2 separate regions of the Callithrix jacchus genome follow, and region 1 is linked to region 2. A link is a contact called in public Hi-C data. All regions are on one chromosome and are shown on one strand. The core of a region is the stretch at or near the end of the contact, and the rest is flanking DNA. Distances in the headings are between cores, read along the strand shown. Region 1 holds the start of AHCYL1 (adenosylhomocysteinase like 1). Region 2 holds the start of LOC100407094 (glutathione S-transferase Mu 1).

Evidence for each region. A called contact is a pair of places that touch in the nucleus more often than the background predicts.
Region 1: a Hi-C map of skeletal muscle shows a contact between it and region 2, with 2.7 times the contacts expected there. The contact joins the promoter of AHCYL1 here to the promoter of LOC100407094 in region 2. A contact is called at or near these places in 2 of 3 Hi-C or Micro-C datasets (both in skeletal muscle).

Annotation. Positions count from the first base shown.
Region 1 is chr7:147,830,140-147,835,192 of calJac240_pri, forward strand. AHCYL1 (adenosylhomocysteinase like 1) reads left to right here and starts at 2,905. Exons shown (of 17, transcript XM_009001852.4): 1 at 2,905-3,697.
Region 2 is chr7:147,547,361-147,552,191 of calJac240_pri, forward strand. LOC100407094 (glutathione S-transferase Mu 1) reads left to right here and starts at 3,439. Exons shown (of 9, transcript XM_078332722.1): 1 at 3,439-3,746; 2 at 4,024-4,099; 3 at 4,543-4,607. The coding sequence starts at 4,090. It overlaps LOC103794611 (a long non-coding RNA gene), which reads left to right. Exons shown (of 3, transcript XR_004727222.3): 3 at 1-289.

The sequences.
Region 1 (5,053 bases), core at 1,655-4,154, 280 kb after region 2:
TGGGTCCTCTCTGGTCTCCAGGCCCTTGGAGACTTCCCACCACCGCACACAGCAGGTGCATCTGTCTTTGGTCCCTGCTGTTCTCCAACTGGCCTGTAGAGGGGTCTCTCACCCGTGTGTGGACTGCGCTGTTCAGGGCAGTGAGCTTGCCGGGAGAGTTGCTGAGTCAGGTTGGGTGGGTGGGCTGAAGACTAGTCATCTCTTGGTATTCATGAGAAGCAATCGCCTTAGCTGCACTGTGTGAAGCTATCTTAGGACTGGCTTTGGGGATGGGGGACAGAGAGCAATGATTCTCAGGAATATTACATTGTCACACTCCCTGGCTGGGTGAGCTCTTTGATCTCCAACACACACTTGGTGGGAGGGATGTCAGCCACCCATGTCCCTTGCAGTGGCTGGTTTCCAAGAATATCTGGGGCCACTGACCTCACTTGAACCACATCGGCCTAATGCTTAGGGTAGGAGCGCTGCCCTTCCCCTCTCCAGTCTAAGCTGCCTGGCTGTCCTACGTCAGCTCATCAACCTCCCCTCAGGCCAGCTGCTCAGGGGAGCTGCTCAGGAGACCTGCTGGTCTCCTTCTTGGCCTAGACTGCTAAGGTGCTGCATGCTCTGGGCCTGGCCCTGTCTGTCATCCTCAGCTGCAGCAGCAACAGCAGGCAACACTGTGAGCCTGGTGCTAGGGCAAACCTGGTCCAGGAGGAGTAAAGGAAAGACTGAACTTCAATCTCCAGGAAGCTTACAGTCTAGATGCTTAATGCACAGAGGAACTGGGGACTGAGAGACAAAATGTGTAGACAAAGCGAGTTCTAAAAAATCAAATCCAAAAGACAGACATACTGATGCTTCTCTTAAAAAAAAGATTATCTTAAGTCATATGTTTTTCCGTTCTAAGGACTCAAGATTTCATTCCTGTTTCCAACGGGCTCTGCCTCGGGTTTTTGAGCAGGCATCCCTGATCCCTGGGCTCTGACAACAGTTTGGGCAAACCCACCAGGATGAAAGCCCCTATGAGCCTTATGTCCAGAGAGTCCTTAGTGCACCAGGTGTGGCTTTTGACCCCCAGCTGAAAGATGCCAGTCTGGCACTATCATGGATGAGCCTGGTATTCTGGTCTCCGTCTCCCTTCCCCTTCTGCTACAGTGATGCCCCTGACAGGGAAGTCTGAGTGCTCAAAAAAGTAAGCAGACGAAAGAATTCTAACAGTTCAAGACCAGGATCTGCAAAGGGTGTATTCTTCCAGGTGCTTCTACAGACCTCTTCAAACAGTCTCATGAGGCTAGGTGGCTGGAACACGGGCTACCCTGACTAAGACTTTTAAGGCCCTAGAGGTGAGTATTTCACACTTTCCCCAGCCCTGAACACAAATCAGTGGGGAAAATGTCATTTCAAACCGCAACTTCCTTCTTGAAAGGGTGGACCCTGTTAAAAACCTGGGAGGTTTTTGGGTGTTAAAAGGTGGTCCTCGGGAGAAATTTAGGGAAAGGGCACTGGGAAGACCGGAGTTGCTCAGCACAGCAAAGGAGAATCTGGTTTCCCAGAGTCCATAAAGGAAGGAAGGGCAAGGTGCAGGGATGGGAAGGAAGGAACAGGAGGAAGCTAGATTAGATGGCAATGGGCTAGGGAGTGTGATGGGGTCTTGTGGCCATTGAGAAATCCCCAGTGGTGAGACAGGCAAAATAACTTTTCAGAACATTTCAGAAATGTGATCTTAAATCATTTGCTATGTGATGTAATCTCTCCCCTGCGACCCACAAACCTTTATTAAACGTTTTACTACATGTTACAACCTTATTTTTGTAGTTGCTTTAAAACGGGGTGGGGGTTGAAAGGAGAAGGGGCTGAATTGACCCCAGGAGCTACAGAAACAGTCACAAGACCAGAATAGTGAATAAAATGCCAGACGAGGCAAAAAACTAGAGCCAGAGGTGACCGTGAAAATGTAAGTCCTCCCAGTAATTCACAGAAATCCCGGGGAGGGCACTGGACTTTCCACAGGACATGGTAATTGGAGCCAATGCCATTTGAATCTCAGAGGACAAGCTACCTCAGCTGACATTAGGTTACAGGCAGGCTTTGCCTCTCCAGCTGAACTAAGCCTTGCAAAACATAAAATGTGTCACATGCCCTTTTGCCATCTGGGCCTTAGCACAGGGACTGCACATAGTGGGCCCAGTAAAAGGGTGTGAACGGTCCATGAATGTCCTGGATGCCCACGGAGAGCTGGAAGAGTCTAATGTTTTGGTGGAGCAAGGACCGGAAAGCCATTCTGGCTGGGGACTTCTCCATCAGCCCTCCTGGGCTCCACCCTCATATCCATCAGCCCTATCCCAATGACGGCTTAAAATCAGCTCTGCAGCCTGAGGGTTTTGTAAACAGGCAAGGCCCAGGAGGAGATGGTGTTGGAGAAAGTCACAAAGCGTTGTGCAGGAACCAGACTATTCTGAGTCAGTTTTGCCCCCTATAAAGTCCAAGAGGCAGGCCTCTTGGGAAGGAGTTTTAATCCAAAGGACCTGGGGCTGGATCAATGAGTGAGTGGAATGCCTCAAGCCCCAGACTTTTCCTAGGAATGGCTGTAGGATGTGTCGTGTGGGGCTCTGGTCTTTGCTCTCAAACACCCATTTTATGCCCCTCTGAGGCTTCGCCAGGAGCCCCGCAGCCCAAAGACCCCTCCGTTCTGCAACATCCTTGCATGAACGACGCGCTGCTCCCAGGGCTGATGGCGCCACCTGGTGGCACAAAGGGTCCCGCTCACCCTGAGAACTTCGCTCTCAAGCGGGCGAGAAGGAGCGGCTTCTGTGCTCCAGCCCAGCGTGGTGACGTCACGACAGAGTGCCGTGTCTCCCCGCCTCTTCCCTCTCCCGGGAGCTGCCAGTACTTGACGTGGCGTCACCGCCCTCTACCCTCGCTTTGCGTGCGTGTTTGCGTGCAGCGGAGGTGGCGGCGCGGGCAGGTCGGAGCTCGGAGCTGCTGCTTCTGGTTCTCTGGTGGCCGCGATCGCTGTCCGGCTGCCTTGGGCGGCCAAGCAGACGAGGCGCGGACCACAGCACCTCAGAAGCCGACGCAGCTCGACGCAGGGCCCGGCGGGAGGGTGGGCGATCGCGTGTTGGAGGGTGCCGCGCGGGCAGGCGGGCGGACGCCGGAGGGGGAAAGAGGCGGGGGCGGCGGGTCAGCCGCGGGCCGGGCCGGCCGGGGGATGTCGATGCCTGACGCGATGCCGCTGCCCGGGGTCGGGGAGGAGCTGAAGCAGGCCAAGGAGATCGAGGACGCCGAGAAGTACTCCTTCATGGCCACCGTCACCAAGGCGCCCAAGAAGGTGCGGGGGCTCTGGGTGGCGGCGGGGGCTCCGGCTCCGGCCTCGCGGAAGGGACGCGAGCAAACCCCAGGCTCTGGCTAGTTCGGGACCTCTGAGGCTGGGGTTGGGGTGACTGGAGGCGGCGGAGGTGATGTAGGGGGTGGCGGCCGTGCGGCCCCAGGCATATCCCGGGCTGAAAAGGCCGCCCCTGACCTCGCTTTCCTTTGTCCCTCGGCCCAAGTCCTCTGGGATCGTTTTGAAACCCGACAGGGCCAGGCCTTAAATTTGTGGCTGACTTTTCCTGGATGAAGGGCCTCGAAGTCAAGAGTGGGAGGGGGTGAACCAACTCAGCTGACCCTTGTGACCAGCCCAGGGACATGGGGTGCTCAGAAAATCTCACTTCAGGTGAGTGGGTAAATCGGGCAGAATTTCCGTCAAATCTTTGGGAGCAGTGGCCGGTTTATCCAACAACTGCGTGATAGCTGGGAGCCAAGAGAAAAGAATGCGTGAAGCTAGCTCTAATATACAGGTGAAAGCAACGAGGGTAAAAGGAAAGTGAAAATCTATGATTTTCACTTTCTACAGCCTCCCGTTACTTCGAAATATGTAAGAAATTGACATTTGGAGGTTGGTGACAGGAGACACTGTCATGGATACAGGTGGATCCTAGTCATGTGAATAGATCACTTAGGCATCCCTGGAGAAGGGAACTTGGGTGGGTTGGAGTGGTGGGTGGTAAGGAACGATTGCTCATTCTTGACTGTACTTTTGAGGCAGAACAAGTTTGATCTATTGTGCAGTGGGTTGAGCTCAAAGGACACCCTTCAAACTCTCTCATAAATGGCAACCTTTGGAGATTGTAGTCTAACTAGCTCTGAGTGGTGGAATTGGGATCCTTACTGCTTTCTGATCATTTACTGCCAACCATGTCTTGATTTTCCATACACCTGGCACCCAGTTAGCAGTAGAAGAGAACCTTTATAAAGAGGTGACCTTCCTGAAGCCAATGAGAACCCAGATAAATGTCTCCCTTCTGTATAAAGACGGAGTCTTAAAGCCGCCTCTGCCTGCAGCGTTTAATGGGATGCAGGGCTGAACAAAGCAAGGGTTGCAGGAATAGTTAAGTCCTTGAGGCTTCAACTAGTTAAGCCGTCTTAAGCAGGAGAGATGGCTTTTTTTTTTTTTTTAAGGGAATTAACCTGCAACTCCAGAAATCAAATGCAAGATTTAAAAAGACAAGTCGCCATTGTATGCTTTAGCTCTTTTTTCTCACAAAATTAAGAATTTATTAATTCCTTTAAAAGATTGTGGAAGATCCCTCGACTCTGAGAAATCTGACTAACTTTAGTGCTGTCAGTTCAGTTGGTAGAGTGAACTTTTGCAGTCTACACTATTCTTTGGAGAAACAGTCACGGTCCTTATAAGCAAAATGATTGAGGGTAGGACCTCAGAGGAGTTAGAGGAAAGAATGGGAAAGCCCCAGTTCCCGAATTTTCCAGACTCTGGCATCTTTGCTCTTATTTGCCTTTATGTTAGTAAATCTGTATTCTTGAAAGTACCACTGTTGATAAGACAAAGTCTATATTGTAGATTGTTAAACTCATTAAGGCGGAGATTCTTGTTCACCTTTGTATCCAGTGTGCCTAGCTCTGTACCCAGCATATAGTAGGTACTCAAATATTAATTGCCCACCTGGCTAACTAGTAACTGAGATGTCCATATGGCTATCTACCAGGAATAACTATCCCTTTTCCTCTCTTC
Region 2 (4,831 bases), core at 2,189-4,688:
CCTGGTGAAAAACAGGTTTAACCAGCCACCTTAAGGGCGCCATTGTATCTTTGAAATGTAAAATCTTTGAAATGTAAACTACTATCACTAGCCCCCTTAAACTGCTTTCTGAGCAGGATATCACAAGCCCCTGATAACTATTTTTTATGGAGTTTCTATTTCCTTTCTGTCTACCCCTTTCTTTCTGCTGAGATAAGGTAAATGTAAACAAGAAAAAAGGTATAAAAGCTGTAACCCACAAGAATAAATTTGCTGCGTTTTGGCCATAATCTTCACGCAGCCCTCCAGATTCTACTTTTCTCTATTCTTTCTTTTCCGCGCACTCTCTCTCTCAGGTTGAACGAGACGTCTACGTTGGCGGTCTCGGGGACTCCCGCAGGTCGGTAGTCCCCCAGCAGACGTGCCGGACCCCGACACAACACCCTGTCTCTAAAAAAAGAAAAAAGAAAAATGGCCCATCCATGTATTTGAAAATTTCACCACCAATCTTAGATTTGGCTCTATTAAAATTATAATGAAATACGATTAAGAATTGCCAGGGAGTCATAGAATACCTTCAGCCTCATCATCAACAGATACAACCTACATTTCCAATCCACTCACCTATGATTCACAACAAGAGATTTAGTGTTCTGGAAAAGACCTGATATAAAAAGACCGGCCTTTGGAGACTTGACAAAATGGACCTTATCAGATATTGTTAGTCATTTACCCAGCAGTAATACTCCAAAATATGGATCATTAGGTTAATTATTTCCTAGCTTAAAAGAGATACAGTATTTCCTCCTGACCACTGGACACCCATGCCACTGGAAATGTTAGATCCTTAGGCATGCTCCAGGAGATGCTGACTTCAGAGGTGGATAGCTTCTGCCCAGCACTTTGGATAAAGATTAACATTCGACATCCTTTCCTGGCTATTATTCTACTTTGAAGCCATGTAAAATATGAATGTTAACTTCCGTATTTTCATCCTATTACTTTTTTTTTTTTTTAAGAGCCAGGGTCTCACTTGGTTGCCCAGGCTAGAGTGCAGTGGATTGTACCAAACCACTCACCTATGATTCACAAGAGATTTAGTGTTCTGGAAAAGACCTGAGATTAAAAAGCCTTTGAGAGTCAACGAAATGGACCTTATCAGATATTGTTAGTAACTGACCCAGCAATAATACTCCAAAATATGGATCATTAGGTTAATTATTTCCTAGCTTAAAAGAGATACAATATTTCCTCCTGACTACTGGACACCCATGCCACTGGAAATGTTAAACTGAGATTCTTAGGCATGCTCCAGAAGACGCTGACTTCAGAGGTGGATAGCTTAGGTGATTGTATGCAGCTGATTGTACATAGCTCAATAGGTACAGAGCTCAATCACCTACATAGGTGATTGTACATAGCTCACTGCACCCTCAGACTCCTGGGATCTAGTGATCCTCTGACCTCAGCTTCCCGAGTAGCTGGGATTATAGGCACAAGCCACTGTACCTGGCCCTCATCCTATTACTTTTGATCTCTTATGTTCTCCATCTACCACTTAGTAGAAAACAGAATTTTCTTGTACTTTTTTTTTCCAGATCATTGCTGCCACTCTGAATCTAAGAACCCGGCTGACAAAAATTTCATAGCTGTCCTTTGAAAAACTTTACAAGGCAACCTCCCTTTAACTGGCTCCTTATGGTAATTATGCTTCACTCATATCATTAATCCAACCTTCAGTCTCAACAATTGCCCTCTGACTTCATGCCAACAAATTGCTTCTGCTGAGGCCATTACAAGGTCAATCACTCAGGACTAATATTGGGGCTATCATGGCTCCCACGGTTGTTTGCTTTCTTCAGAGACATCTGAGCCTGCTTTGCAGAAACTATTTAATTCCACTCAAGGAATCTGTCCATCTTGAGGAACACAAAAGTGACTCCTTCCTATTGCAGTAAATGATACTTAACATCAGTGTGATCAGTGCTCAGATAAAATGCTGTTTCTCACATGACATCAGGCTCATTCTGTCCACTGCACCGTGACTTACCTGTGATTCCAATGACTTTTTAGAGATTGCCAGATATTTAAAACTACCATCCCACCAAGAAATCATGTTTTCTTTAAAAAGATATCCAGACACTTCTAAAATGAGGAAGGCACAGATAATCTGGTAGACTTCCCAGGAAGCATAACTGATTTCTCTGTCATACAGGATGCAATTCCTATAGTAGGAATAAAACAAGATATATGCAGCAAAATTGGACAGAATTGAAGGGAGAAATAGATAGTTCTACATCAACAATGGGTGGCTTTCAAATGCTTCTTTCAATTGTGGAAAGGCTGAGACAGAAGGTAAGTGAGGAAATACATAGTGAACCAGTTAGATCTCACAGACACGCAGAAAACCACCTGACAACAACAGCTGTACATTCCACCCCAGGGCACCACTTCCGCCTCCCTCATCCCCATTGCTCCGGATCCCCATCCACAGATCCACTCCCCGCTGCCGGTGTGATCCTCGAGCCCACTGTGGCCCCCGCTTTGAAGAGCCTGTTGGTCCAGTCCTTCCCGCCTTCTGAAGAGCTGTTCTCCTTCTAAAGAAGTCACCTGGGCCCTGGGCCCCGTCTTCCTGGCTCCAGAGTCCCTGTGGCTGCAGACACTGCTTTTCTCTCCTGCACTCAATCCCTCTCCCACTCCACTGCCTCTGGGTGTGCAAAAACACTGATGTGTCCCATATTTTCAAAATCTCTCCCCTGTAGTACCCACCTGACTTCTAATAGGTGGCCAAAGTACATACATTAATGTATATTAAGGCACATAATTCATGCATATTCATAATTAACAATAATGAATAAATAATTATTATACATTAATGTCTTAATGTATAATGAGAAGTATAACTATTCAGAAGTCCAAGCACTTGTGTGTATTCATGGTGCTATCGCCTTGCCGTGGGCAAACCTACATTGACACAGAGTCCACTTCCTGAGCCTGGACCCAGGCTCAGAGCTGGGGAACTGGCCCAGTGCGAAAGGGTCGGGAGCATCTGCAACAGAATCTGAGCTCTGCCATCGTCGATGACACAGCCTCCATCCACCCTCCCCAACTCAACAGAGAGAGAGCACTCCATCAGACTTCTAAGACTTAGTAGGCCCAGAAGGGCTGAATTAAATTCTCTGAGACTTGTCTTTGGCCTGACCCTGGCAGCCTCAGTCTCCCAGAGCTTGTGGGGAACTCGGCAGCCGACAGGCGGAAGGCTGGGCGACGTCAGGAGAAGAAGTAAAGGGGGAAGAACTTTGCTCCTAGGATCTAGCTTGACTCTAAAGGGCACAGCCAAGTCCCTGGATACTGAGCAGAAGGCTGACCGGGGCGCGTGCGCGGGCGTGTGGGCGGGGCGAGGAGCCCCCGGGGCGGGGCTACGGAAGCTGGCGAGGCCGACCCCGCCTGGGGCTTCCTGACCTCGCTCCCGGAACCTTCTGAGGTGGCGGTGGCTCTTACCCCTTCCCGCCAGGAGGATCCAGCTACCTGCTGCTGGCCTCCCGCGCCTGCAGATCTCTGGAGCCCGTTGGAAGTGACGACCTTGAATATCGGCGGGAGCCGCGGGACCGAGGGGCGGGTCTGGCGCTAGGCCGTGCCCCTGCACGCGCAGGAACCCCCGGAGTAGGTCGCAGTTCAGCCCACCTGAGGCCTGTCTGCAGAATCCGCAGCAACCAGCAGCATGCCCATGACACTGGGGTACTGGGACATCCGCGGGGTCAGTGAAGGTCCGCTGGATGGTGGGACCGGGGCTTGTGGCTGGGGAAGTGTCCAGCGGCTGGGAACAGGCTCTAGGGACAGTTCCTCTTCAGGGCTGTCCCTCACAGGAGGGCCTGTGCATTCCTGGCGGGGGAGGGACGTTGGTGGCGTGGGAGGGGGGACGAGGAGGAGAAGGAGAGGGCAACGGGTGCGTGCAGTGCAGACTGGGGGCTCCCCCGGTGCAGGGAAAGTCATCAAATCAGGGACCTTCCATCTCTGACCCGAGCCACGGGCCATCTCTCCCAGCTGGCCCACGCCATCCGCCTGCTCCTGGAATACACAGACTCAAGCTACGAGGAAAAGAAATACACGATGGGGGACGGTAATGGCACCCTCTTGCCCTGGCCCTGTACACTCACGCTGAGTTGTCACCAAGCAACCCACGGTGGCCACCTGTGGCTGCCCCTGCAGGCCTCGCCTGCTGGAGCTGCAACCTGTCCCTTCCCTGAGCCCCGGTGAGGGAGACCTCTGGCTTTGCAAGGCAGAATGCTAGGGTGGGATGCTGGGGCAGGAAGCTGGGCCCCCGGTCTGGGTAACTGGGGTGGGTGTCCTTCAGGGCTTGGCTAAAGCCTGGAAGCCTTAGTCGTGTGGGGTCCAGAGCCCTCACCGGGATTCTTTCTCCCTGAACCCTGGGACGTGGGACTGAGTGGTCAGATTCTAGATCCACCAGTCTCAGGGGTCTTGCCACTGGCTCCTTGGGAGGGCCCTGGGGAAGGTGGGCTGGGCTCCCGGGAGGTTTGTTTTCACTTCCTCTTCCCACCGCAGCTCCTGACTATGACAGAAGCCAGTGGCTGAAGGAAAAATTCAAGTTGGGCCTGGACTTTCCCAATGTAGGTGCAGGGGAAGGGGCGGTTTTGGGGCAAAGTGCAGCGTGTCTCTGACTGCATCTCCTCTCCCCAGCTTAGAGGTGTTAGGGTCAGGAGTCTCCTGCCCAGTTCCTCTCATTCCTGGCTGTCTGCACAACGCTTCCATGCTGTTCCGTGTCCCAGCTCATTCGTCCATATGACAGTATTCCTATTTCGGCCTGTCATGAGCAGGCACAGTGAGTGCCCGG